Regions from separate parts of the Mus musculus genome. Here region 1 is linked to region 2. The links are chromatin contacts, called in public promoter capture Hi-C maps. All regions are on one chromosome and are shown on one strand. Each heading gives the region's core, a stretch centred on a gene start, on an enhancer-like site or on the middle of the called end of the contact. The rest is flanking DNA. Distances are from core to core; before and after follow the strand shown. Region 1 holds the start of Kctd17 (potassium channel tetramerisation domain containing 17). Region 2 holds the start of Arhgap39 (Rho GTPase activating protein 39).

Region 1 (4,389 bases), core at 1,473-3,972, 1.6 Mb before region 2:
GAGGGTATGAGAGCATCTGAGGGTAGGAGAGCATCTGAGGGTAGGAGAGCATCTGAGAGTATGAGAGCATCTGAGGGTAGGAGAGCATCTGAGGGTAGGAGAGCATCTGAGGGTAGGAGAGCACAGAGCGTTGAGGCGCTAGAACCTGTAAACAGGTATTAGCTGTGACGCAGCTGGAGTATGAGCCTCCCAGAGGGACCTGCTCCTGAGCCCAGGCCCCACCCACGTGATCGCTTCCCCTCAGACTGCTAGGCAGCTTCAGCAGGCTAACGCAGAGCTAGCTACCTACAGTAAGCCCTAAGCGTGATGTCCTTTGGGGAGCCTTTGGATCACCGTACTCCACTGGGGTCAGCTGGAGAGGACCATAGCCTAGAGCGAGGGCCGTGTAAAACACCCACAGGTACACAGGACCCATCTGTCCCAACACACAGTCTTCTGAATGTGGGTCGTGATGCCTTTTTTGTTTGTTTGTTTGTTTTTGTTTTTTTGGTATTTTTGGAGACACCAAGAGAGACTCAAAGAAAACTGACACGTCTGAGCTAGCCTGGTCCAGAGCTCAAGTGTACCGAGGAGAGCTGGTTTGGGGATGACTGTGGTCCTTGCTCTGATCTATTCCCCACCCCGATTCCACATCAGCTGGGCCCGGATATGAGCCTCCAGGGGTCTGGGAAAGGCCAAAGTTCTCCCCAACAAGCCACTGGGCCGTAGAGGCTGCCAGCTATGGGGGAGAACCACTAACTTTGCCTCCTGGCTGATGGGAAGCCCTTGCTTGGGAGACACAGAGTAAGGCCGAGAAAAAAGACCCAACCCTTCCCCCATCCAGCCTGGAGCATCACAGGCTACGCCTGGCTTGCCAGAGGCCAGGGAGGAAGGACGTACATTCCCAAAGGCTACAGATGTTTCAGGACCTGGCTGGCTTCCTTTTTACCACTTCCTGTTTCCCTGCCATTTACCCAGTGACCACGGGGGTCTGTCGGTCTTGCCGAGACCTGGAGAATGGGACTCCACTCTGGGACAGGCAGAAAATAATGGGGAAATGTAGCCACTGTCCTGGCTTCAAGACAATTTTTTTAGGCCTCCCCTGAAGGCTCCGGTAGGCTGTAGAGACCCAGACCAGCGCAATGGACCAACTCACCCTCCTCGGCCATGTCCTTGTCCAGCACCAATTTTCCATGCCTGAGGAAATTCAGGATGGGCCCGAAGTAGGTGGGGTCACGGTCAATGAGGTAGGCCCCGGTCTCATCCTGTGGAGGAGATGACCACAGGAAGTGAGGGGTGTGCAAGCTTCCCCAAGCCAGCCACCCCCACCCCTCCTAACACACACACACACACACACACATACACACATACACACACACACACATAAACTCAAGTCACCACAGGCTGGCTGGAAGAATGGCTACAGGGAGAGAGGAAGCAGGAAGAAAGCAGTAAGGATCTGGGTTCGAACCCTGCCTCTGCCTTTTCCAGGCTGTGTGACCTTGAGCCAATCATCTGGCCTCTGGAGCGTTGCTTCTTTCTCCCATAGTCAGAGGATTAGATGTGAGTATAGAGGGTGACCGGATTCCTGAGTGGCCCCTTACCTCTCTCTCAGCACAGGACCCAGTGAATTTCCCTCTTAGGAAAGTTTCCCTCTTGGAGGCTGTGTACCGCGCCCACCCCCACCCCCAGCCAACCCCACTATTCACTAGATGTTTGCAAGTTTCCAAAGAAGCTGCACTCTGATTGGACAAGTGCAGCCTGCAGGGAGGACTGGGATCTGGACAACCCAGCACAGAAGACGGAGACATCAAGGGACAGGGGACTCACCCAAGGGCACAGTGTAAGAGGGCCACAGAATGGGGGACAGGGGACTTTGACAAGCCAACTCCAGAGGCCTTGCACACTAGGAGGCCAAAGTCAGAGAGCAGGGAAGTTCCCCTCTCCTCCCGATTCCTCCCTGGTCATTTGGGAATTTGGCAGGAGAGCAGGGTGAGCCCACAAGTGATAGCTCCAAAGCCAGTGCTCTTCCCTACATTAAGCCCAGCTCCAAGACACCCAGGCCTCCTCCATCTAGTTCCTTGTACCCTTCAGCTGCCCACACCCTAAGGGCGGGGAGAAGCAGCCGCATCAACTCCTTTAAGAGTCAGCCAGGGCAGTAAGGCAGGCCCGGTTTGTTGGTCCCTCCCCAGCGCTCCACAGTAAGGAAGCGTCCCGGATCTGGGGCAGCTCTCCAAAGCTCTAAATGGCTGCGGCCTGTGCTGTCCCGTTGCCACGGCAATGGGTATAGCTATTCCTCTCGGCTCCTCTTCCTCCCCCTCCTCCTGCCTCGGCTCCCCGCCTCAGAATCCTAGGAAAGCCAGAGGCCGAGGGACGCGCAGGCGGGACAGCCCGGGAGCGCGGGGCCAGGACCCCCCTGTCAGCGGGCTCAGGGCTCACCCTGTCCGATTGAAGCTCTTCGCCCTGACACAGGCGGCTGAGGAAGGACTTCTGCTCCCGACACAGCGTCTGGCGGGTGGTCAGGAACACCGTGCCCCCCACGTTCAGCCGCACCCACTTGCCCCAGCCGCCCCCGGGGCGGCCGCCCGCCCCCACCGGTGGCGCTGCCTCCCCGGCCTCCATCCTCATCGCCGGCCGCGTTGTCTGCATCCTTCCCTCCGCACGCCGCGGGCGAGTACCAGGTGCAGGGCATGCCGGGAGCTGTAGTCTGGAGCCAGGGCTGGGATGCTCTGCGCTTGTCCTGGTGTTGCTCGGACAGCACGTCCCGCCCCACATTGCCTTTCTTGGTGATCTATCATCTGGTCTCTCCGTGTGGCCAGACTGCTTGGTTTGCAGAAGGCCCTGCGAAAACAGTGATTTCCTCATTGGCTATCCCCCCCCATTTGTTCTGCTTTGTACGGGGGCCCCAGCTGAGGAATACCTGACCTGAGAAGAACTTTCTTCCTCCAGAAATTCCTATATTTACCTGAACCTACTTTTAAAAATAGGCGCACGCGCCTGTGTGTGAGCATGTGCGTGTGTGCATATGCGTGCATGAGCCACATCAGCAGTGTTTCTTTTTTGTCCCGTGTGTGGCAAAGACCACGGGGATGAGGTATAGTCACCACCTCTTCCTAAATTCTTTGAGGATATGTAGTTGGGCTTAGGGCTGGCTGAACGTTTCTGTGTGCCAGAAGCTGTGTGAGCATACATATGACTCCTTTAAGCTTCCTGCATCCCTGCCGGGTTGCTCTGGATGCCAGTCTTGGTCTAGTCTGAATGCTACGGAGTCTGCTTAAAGAGTGAACGTTCAGAAGATGAAGTTCAGGTACTGGCTTCTCTGGTGCCACTTGGCTTCCATATGTGCTTGACCTGAAGCTTGGAGATGAGGCATGGATCGGCTCTACAAAGTGGGGAAGGGGAGTTTTAGAATAGCCCCCTCCCCCATGATGCTGAGATGCCCAGGCCCCCCAGATGCCTTTCCTTGATGGGAGTGTGGGGTGTGCAGCAGGACTGGGGAGGCTCCAAAGCTCTCAGCAAAGGAGGAATGGGCTTAGGGTTTGGAAATGGTCACTCTAGCATTGGCATTCAAGGTGATTGCTGGGCTAGCAGAATGGAGAGGAAACAGGGGAGGGGGAGGATCCTGTTTGGGGGACATGGTCACTGCTGTTCTCACCCCACTGTTCAGTGAGTTCCTGAGGACAGTTGTTCCTTTTAGGACAACACAGCAGGTACAAAAAGACCTGACTTAGGGATGGCCTAGTTTCACTTTCTGTTGATGTAATATTAACATCCTGCCAAAAGCTAACGTAGGAAGAAAATGGTTTATTTGGCTCATAATTCCATATGAGCTCTTTGCTATAGGGAAGTCTAGGTTCCAGGACCTCGAGGCAGCTAGCCACATCCACAATCAAGAGCAGAGAGAGAACAAATGTATGCTTGTACTCAGCTCACTGTCTCCACTCTTACACCGTCCTGGGCTGAAGCCTAGGGAATGGTGTCTCCCACAGTGGGCTGTGTCTTCCCACATCAATTAATGTAATCAAGACAATCTCCTACAGTCATGCCCACCTGATTCAGACAATTCATCACTAGCTCTCTTCACAGGTGATTCTAAACTGTGTCAAGCTGACCCATCACTGGGGAGGTGAGAGGGGCAAACCCCTTGCAAAGGATGGAGGTCAGATCTTCCTCCTTCGGGCTGCACATATACCTGTGATGTCCTCCAGGCAGGGCCCTGTTATAAGTACCTGGCCACAGACACCAAAAGCATCCATCAGAGATAAGTTCATTGAGCACCGTGCTCTCAAGACCACACTCTTGGTGTGCCATCGCGATCAGGGTGATGACGGCAGCCACCAGGACAGCAGGTACTGTTCACTGAGAGCTTTCCTGGTTCAAGTGGTGCCCACACATGGGCCGTCCTCATTC
Region 2 (4,496 bases), core at 586-3,085:
TGTGGAAGGCTCTGAGCTCTCTTGGTCTGGATACAGATGGAACGCTGTGTGCAGTCCTGGAAGAGCTTTGGGCCATTTTATTTGTCTGCAAGTGGAATTTAAATACGACACAGAGAAATGAAGACATGAGCTGGAGATGACCTGCCACTAGCTTGATGGCCCAAGTTCCATCCTCGGGACTCAATAGCCGAAGAGAAATGACTCCTTTAGAGTTTGTCTTCTGACATCTCTACAGAGGTCTTGACACATGCAGCCCTACAGACATACAAACTAAATAAGCAAAATATTCTGAAGGCTCATTTTCACCATTTTAAAAAATGTGTGTGTGTGTGTGTACACATGAATACTATTGATCTCATGGAGCTGGAGTTATAGGTGTTTTGTTTTGTTTTGTTTGTTTGTTTGTTTTTTGGTTTTTTGAGACAGGGTTTCTCTGTATAGCCTTGGCTATCCTGGAACTCACTCTGTAGACCAGGCTGGCCTTGAACTCAGAAATCCGCCTGCCTCTGCCTCCCAAGTGCTGGGATTAAAGGCATGTGCCACCTCTGTCAGGCATTATAGGTGGTTTTGAGTCACCTGACATGGATGCTGGGAATTGAACTTGAATCCTCAGGAAGAGCAGTATTTACTCTTAATTGTCAAGCCAAGGTAAAAAAAAAGTTTGGTTTTTTTTTTGTGTGTGTGTGTGTGTGTTTTTCTTTTTAAAGTAAAGAACTGGTGTCGGGCAGTAATGGCCCACGTCTTTAATTTCAGCACTAGCAAAGTGAGGCAGGTAGATAGCTCTGAGTTTGAGGCTAGTCTGGTCTACTGATCGAGTTACAGGACAGCCGGGGCTACACAGAGAAACCTGTCTCAAAAAACGAAAACATGAACAAACAAAAACAACAACAACAACACTGAATATTCCGAAGTCTGGGAGGGTGACAAACGCACTTGTAATGTGTTAAAGACGGATTTTAAGTTTGAGGCCAGCCCGGGTACACAGAGCAAGAGCTCGTCAAATACAAAAAACCCAAATGGCAGCTGAGGATGTAGCTCAGTAGGTAAAGGGCTTTCCTAGAATGGGTTTCACCTCCTCAGCTGTGTAAACCGGATATGGTGCCTGTAATCCTCGCACAAGAGAGATGAAGACGGGATTAGAGTTTCAAAGTCATCCTTCGCTACATAGGGAAGTTGAAGGTCAGCCTGGGCCATCTGAAATTCTCTCTCTTAAAAAAAATTAATAAGAAGTTAAAAGGGCCATGGAGTGGGTAGAGGTGCTCTCTGTGCAAGCCTGATGATGCGAGTTCCGTCATTAGAACCCATGGTGAAAGGAGTTGTCCTCCGATTTCCACACGGACACTGTTGGCACGTGCGTGCACATGCTTCACACACAATACACATTACAAAAAAAAAAAAAAAAATAGAAAAGAGAGCACATTTAAAGCTGTGCCTGAGTTACTACGAGAATAGTCAAGGAAATAAAAGGAGGAAAATAATAAAGGGAAGTTACAAACATGGAATACGCAGAGTATTTTAGACAATAGCTACCTTTCCAGAGTCAAGGAAGAGGTATATCTCAAGCTTAGGAACCCCAGCAGGGCTAGAACTAATAGAGTCACGCCACACCCACGTTAGGACACACCTGAGGTGACCCAGACCTCCAGAAGTGGGCGGGTACAGGTGAGAGCGGAACGGCCGGCTAGCGCGGCATCGGGGGCGGGGCCTCCGACAGAGGCAAGGCTCCCTCGGAGCTCCCGAGGGGCTGCGCGGTGGCGCAGGCGCATTGCAGCCTCGCGGGCGGCGCCCCCTGGCGGCGCCACCATCCTCGCGGGGGCGGAGTCGGAGGCGGGGGGTTGCGCTTGGTGACGGGGGACGCGCGGCCGCAGCGCACTGGACCAGCGGCGGAGACCCAGGACGTGAAGCGCTGGCTGCGGCGGCGACGGCGGCCGGGAGCCGCCGGGAGCTGGGGCGCAGCGTGCGGTCGGTGATGAGGGGCAGTGGCGGCGCTCCGGGCGCAGGGCCGGCTGGTGAGAGCGCGGGAGGTGGGCGGCGCGGGCCGGGAAGATGGCGGAGAGGCCTCGCTGCGGCCCCACGGCCTGGCCCAGGCGGAGGCCCCCCAGTCCAGTCGTGCTAGAAATCGGGGCCCCAGGTGACCCGGTAGGGGAGGGTCCGCAGGAGGACGCCGCGGCCAAGGGCCAGGGAGTGTGAAGGCGGGTTTGCGTAAGAGCAGGGGCCCGAGGGTGGTGGGTGTGAGGGTGCCATGGTCTGCACGCGTGCCCGGCCTTTGGATGGGCGTGAGTGCGTGTGTGTCCCTGGCCAAGATAGTTGTGTGCGAGCCCTTTGCTTGAGGTGGTTGGGGTTGGGGTGGACCTGATGGTGGGTGTGAGATGTGAGGGTGCCCGGCCTGCAGACAGGTGTGTGTAGTCAGCCCGAGGACAGGTGTGCGTGCGTTCTGTGTCCAGGCCCAGAGCCGGTGGTGTGCTTGTGCCCTTTCTGTGCACTGGGCTCCGGTCCGTTTGGGGGTGGTGAGAGATAGTGCTTGCCGAACGAGGATCTTGCGGGCTAGGCTTTGTCCGCGATGCCCGGCAGTCGGTGGGCGTCTCTGGGTCGGGTCGTGGCTTGCTTGCGCGTGGTGCGCCCTGGCTTCGCGGCAGGGCCTCTGCGGCAGGCTCGGGTGGTCCTCTCCCCGGCCTTTCAGACTTGGAACTCCCTGGGCGCCTGCTGTTTGGCAGGCGTGGGGTGGGTGGGGGCTGCGAGCCGGCAGGCTGTGCATCCCGGGCCAGGCAGGCTGTCTTTATTTTAAAACGTGCTGCCCGCTTCGGGCGCGGCAGCTGTGGGTGTGTTCCATGCTGCTGCTCACCGCAGCTGCTGTGGGCGCTACGCAACCTTCAGCCGCAAAAATGCGGCTGGACCCCCTCCCCCTTCAGTGTTGTTCGGGTTGGCCAGGCCTCCAGTGACCTCTGCAGAAAAACGTACAGTTGCAAGGCTTCAGTTCCTCCCGTGGTGCAGACAATACGGACGTTTGTCTTTGGGAGCTAGGGAGGGCAATTGAGCACTGCGTCCTGGGCGCAGTCTGTAAACAGCAGGTGGTTTTGTCCCTGCTCCCCTTTTTACAACGAACGTGGGGGGAAGGGAATTAGAAGGAGAGGTGTGACTGGATAGTCCGGAAAGCCAGTCTTCAAGGGATTCTGAGTGCCTAGGAGGGAATAGAGAGATGTGACTCCTTCCAGCTCGTGGTCTAATCAGCTGTCTTGTAAGAGTCTGGAGCAGAGTGAAAATGAGTGCTGGTTCTGGAGCCAGACTGACCGCCCTTGAGTCATGACTCCTCCTTTACTGGCTTTGTGGTATTAGGTAAGGTCTCTCTGCCTTTGGTTTCTTGGCTGTAAAATGGGTACACTAATAGTATTGGTCTCAGAATGCTGTTGTGAGGACTCTGTGACTTAAGACTTGTAAAATTTTTCACACCTGGGAAGTTTTGAGTGTTAGGAATTGTTCTTGCTACGAAATTGCAAGCTGTCAGGGTTAGGTATAGGTTGGACTGTGTGTTACAAAGTGCATAAACTAAGTGTGTGTGTGTGTTAAAATTGTAATTTCGTCTGAATTTTGCTATGTGCTCAGGTAGGTTTCAAACTCATGATCTTGTCTGGCATGCATTGCCATGCTTGGCACAAAGTACTTGTGTGTGTGCAAGTATGTATGTGTGTGTGCATACATGTAATTATTTTCATTTTGTGTGTATGGGCTAGTGTGTGTGTGTGTTTAATTATTTTCATTTTATGTTTGTGCCAGCTCTGTCGAGTAGAGGTCAGAAGATAAATTTTAGGAGTTATCTCTCATATCAAAGTGCCCATACGCACTGACACACACATCTAGCTGGTTGGAAGCAAATCTTTCTAAAGAAAAAAAGAACAATTTTATACACTTAGATAAATTAATTGCATAGAGTTGCTTTAAAAGTCTCTTTGGTAAGGAAACCTCTCGTGCAGCACACAGATTGCCACAGTGCTGACCGGGAGACGTGAGCTTGGTGTTGCCAGAGGGAAGGGGGCATGCAGGCCCTGGGCAGTGAGAGCCAGGCCTACAGTGTTGTACTGCACAGTGTTACCTTTGAATTAAGAAAGGTAACCTTATTAAGGATAAACTTTGACACTGAAGACGTAAGTAACAAAATGAGAGCCAGGTTTTACCTGTATGGTAGCGGGCCTTGGTAAATTACCGGAAGAAGTTCAGATAGACTTTAAACCAAAGTGAGGGGGATTGCTGTGTTTTTCAAGGAAACAGTTAATCTAGTCATTACGTTTCCCTCTTTATCTCAGAATTACTCTGGAAAATGGTAAAATAGCATTCGTACTCTGATAGAAAAGTTAAGTGAGGTCTTGAGACTTGTGGCAGTGAAGGTGAGAATGTTTTGTTTGTTTGTTTGTTCCTAAGGATATGGTGTCCAGCACTTGGGAGGAGAAAGAAGAATTGAGGCCAAGCTGAGTTATATGAACCACTTAAGTTATATGAGACCA

The links. Promoter capture Hi-C pulls out the DNA fragments that hold promoters and counts their contacts.
Region 1: a promoter capture Hi-C map of cranial neural crest shows a contact between it and region 2. The contact joins the promoter of Kctd17 here to the promoter of Arhgap39 in region 2. A contact is called at or near these places in 2 of 39 promoter capture datasets (cranial neural crest and erythroid cells).

What each region holds. Positions count from the first base shown.
Region 1 is chr15:78,426,897-78,431,285 of GRCm38.p6, reverse strand. It overlaps Kctd17 (potassium channel tetramerisation domain containing 17), which reads right to left and starts at 2,722. Exons shown (of 8, transcript NM_001289671.1): 1 at 2,419-2,722; 2 at 1,136-1,244. The coding sequence starts at 2,628.
Region 2 is chr15:76,815,505-76,820,000 of GRCm38.p6, reverse strand. Arhgap39 (Rho GTPase activating protein 39) reads left to right here and starts at 1,835. Exons shown (of 12, transcript NM_001168288.2): 1 at 1,835-2,009.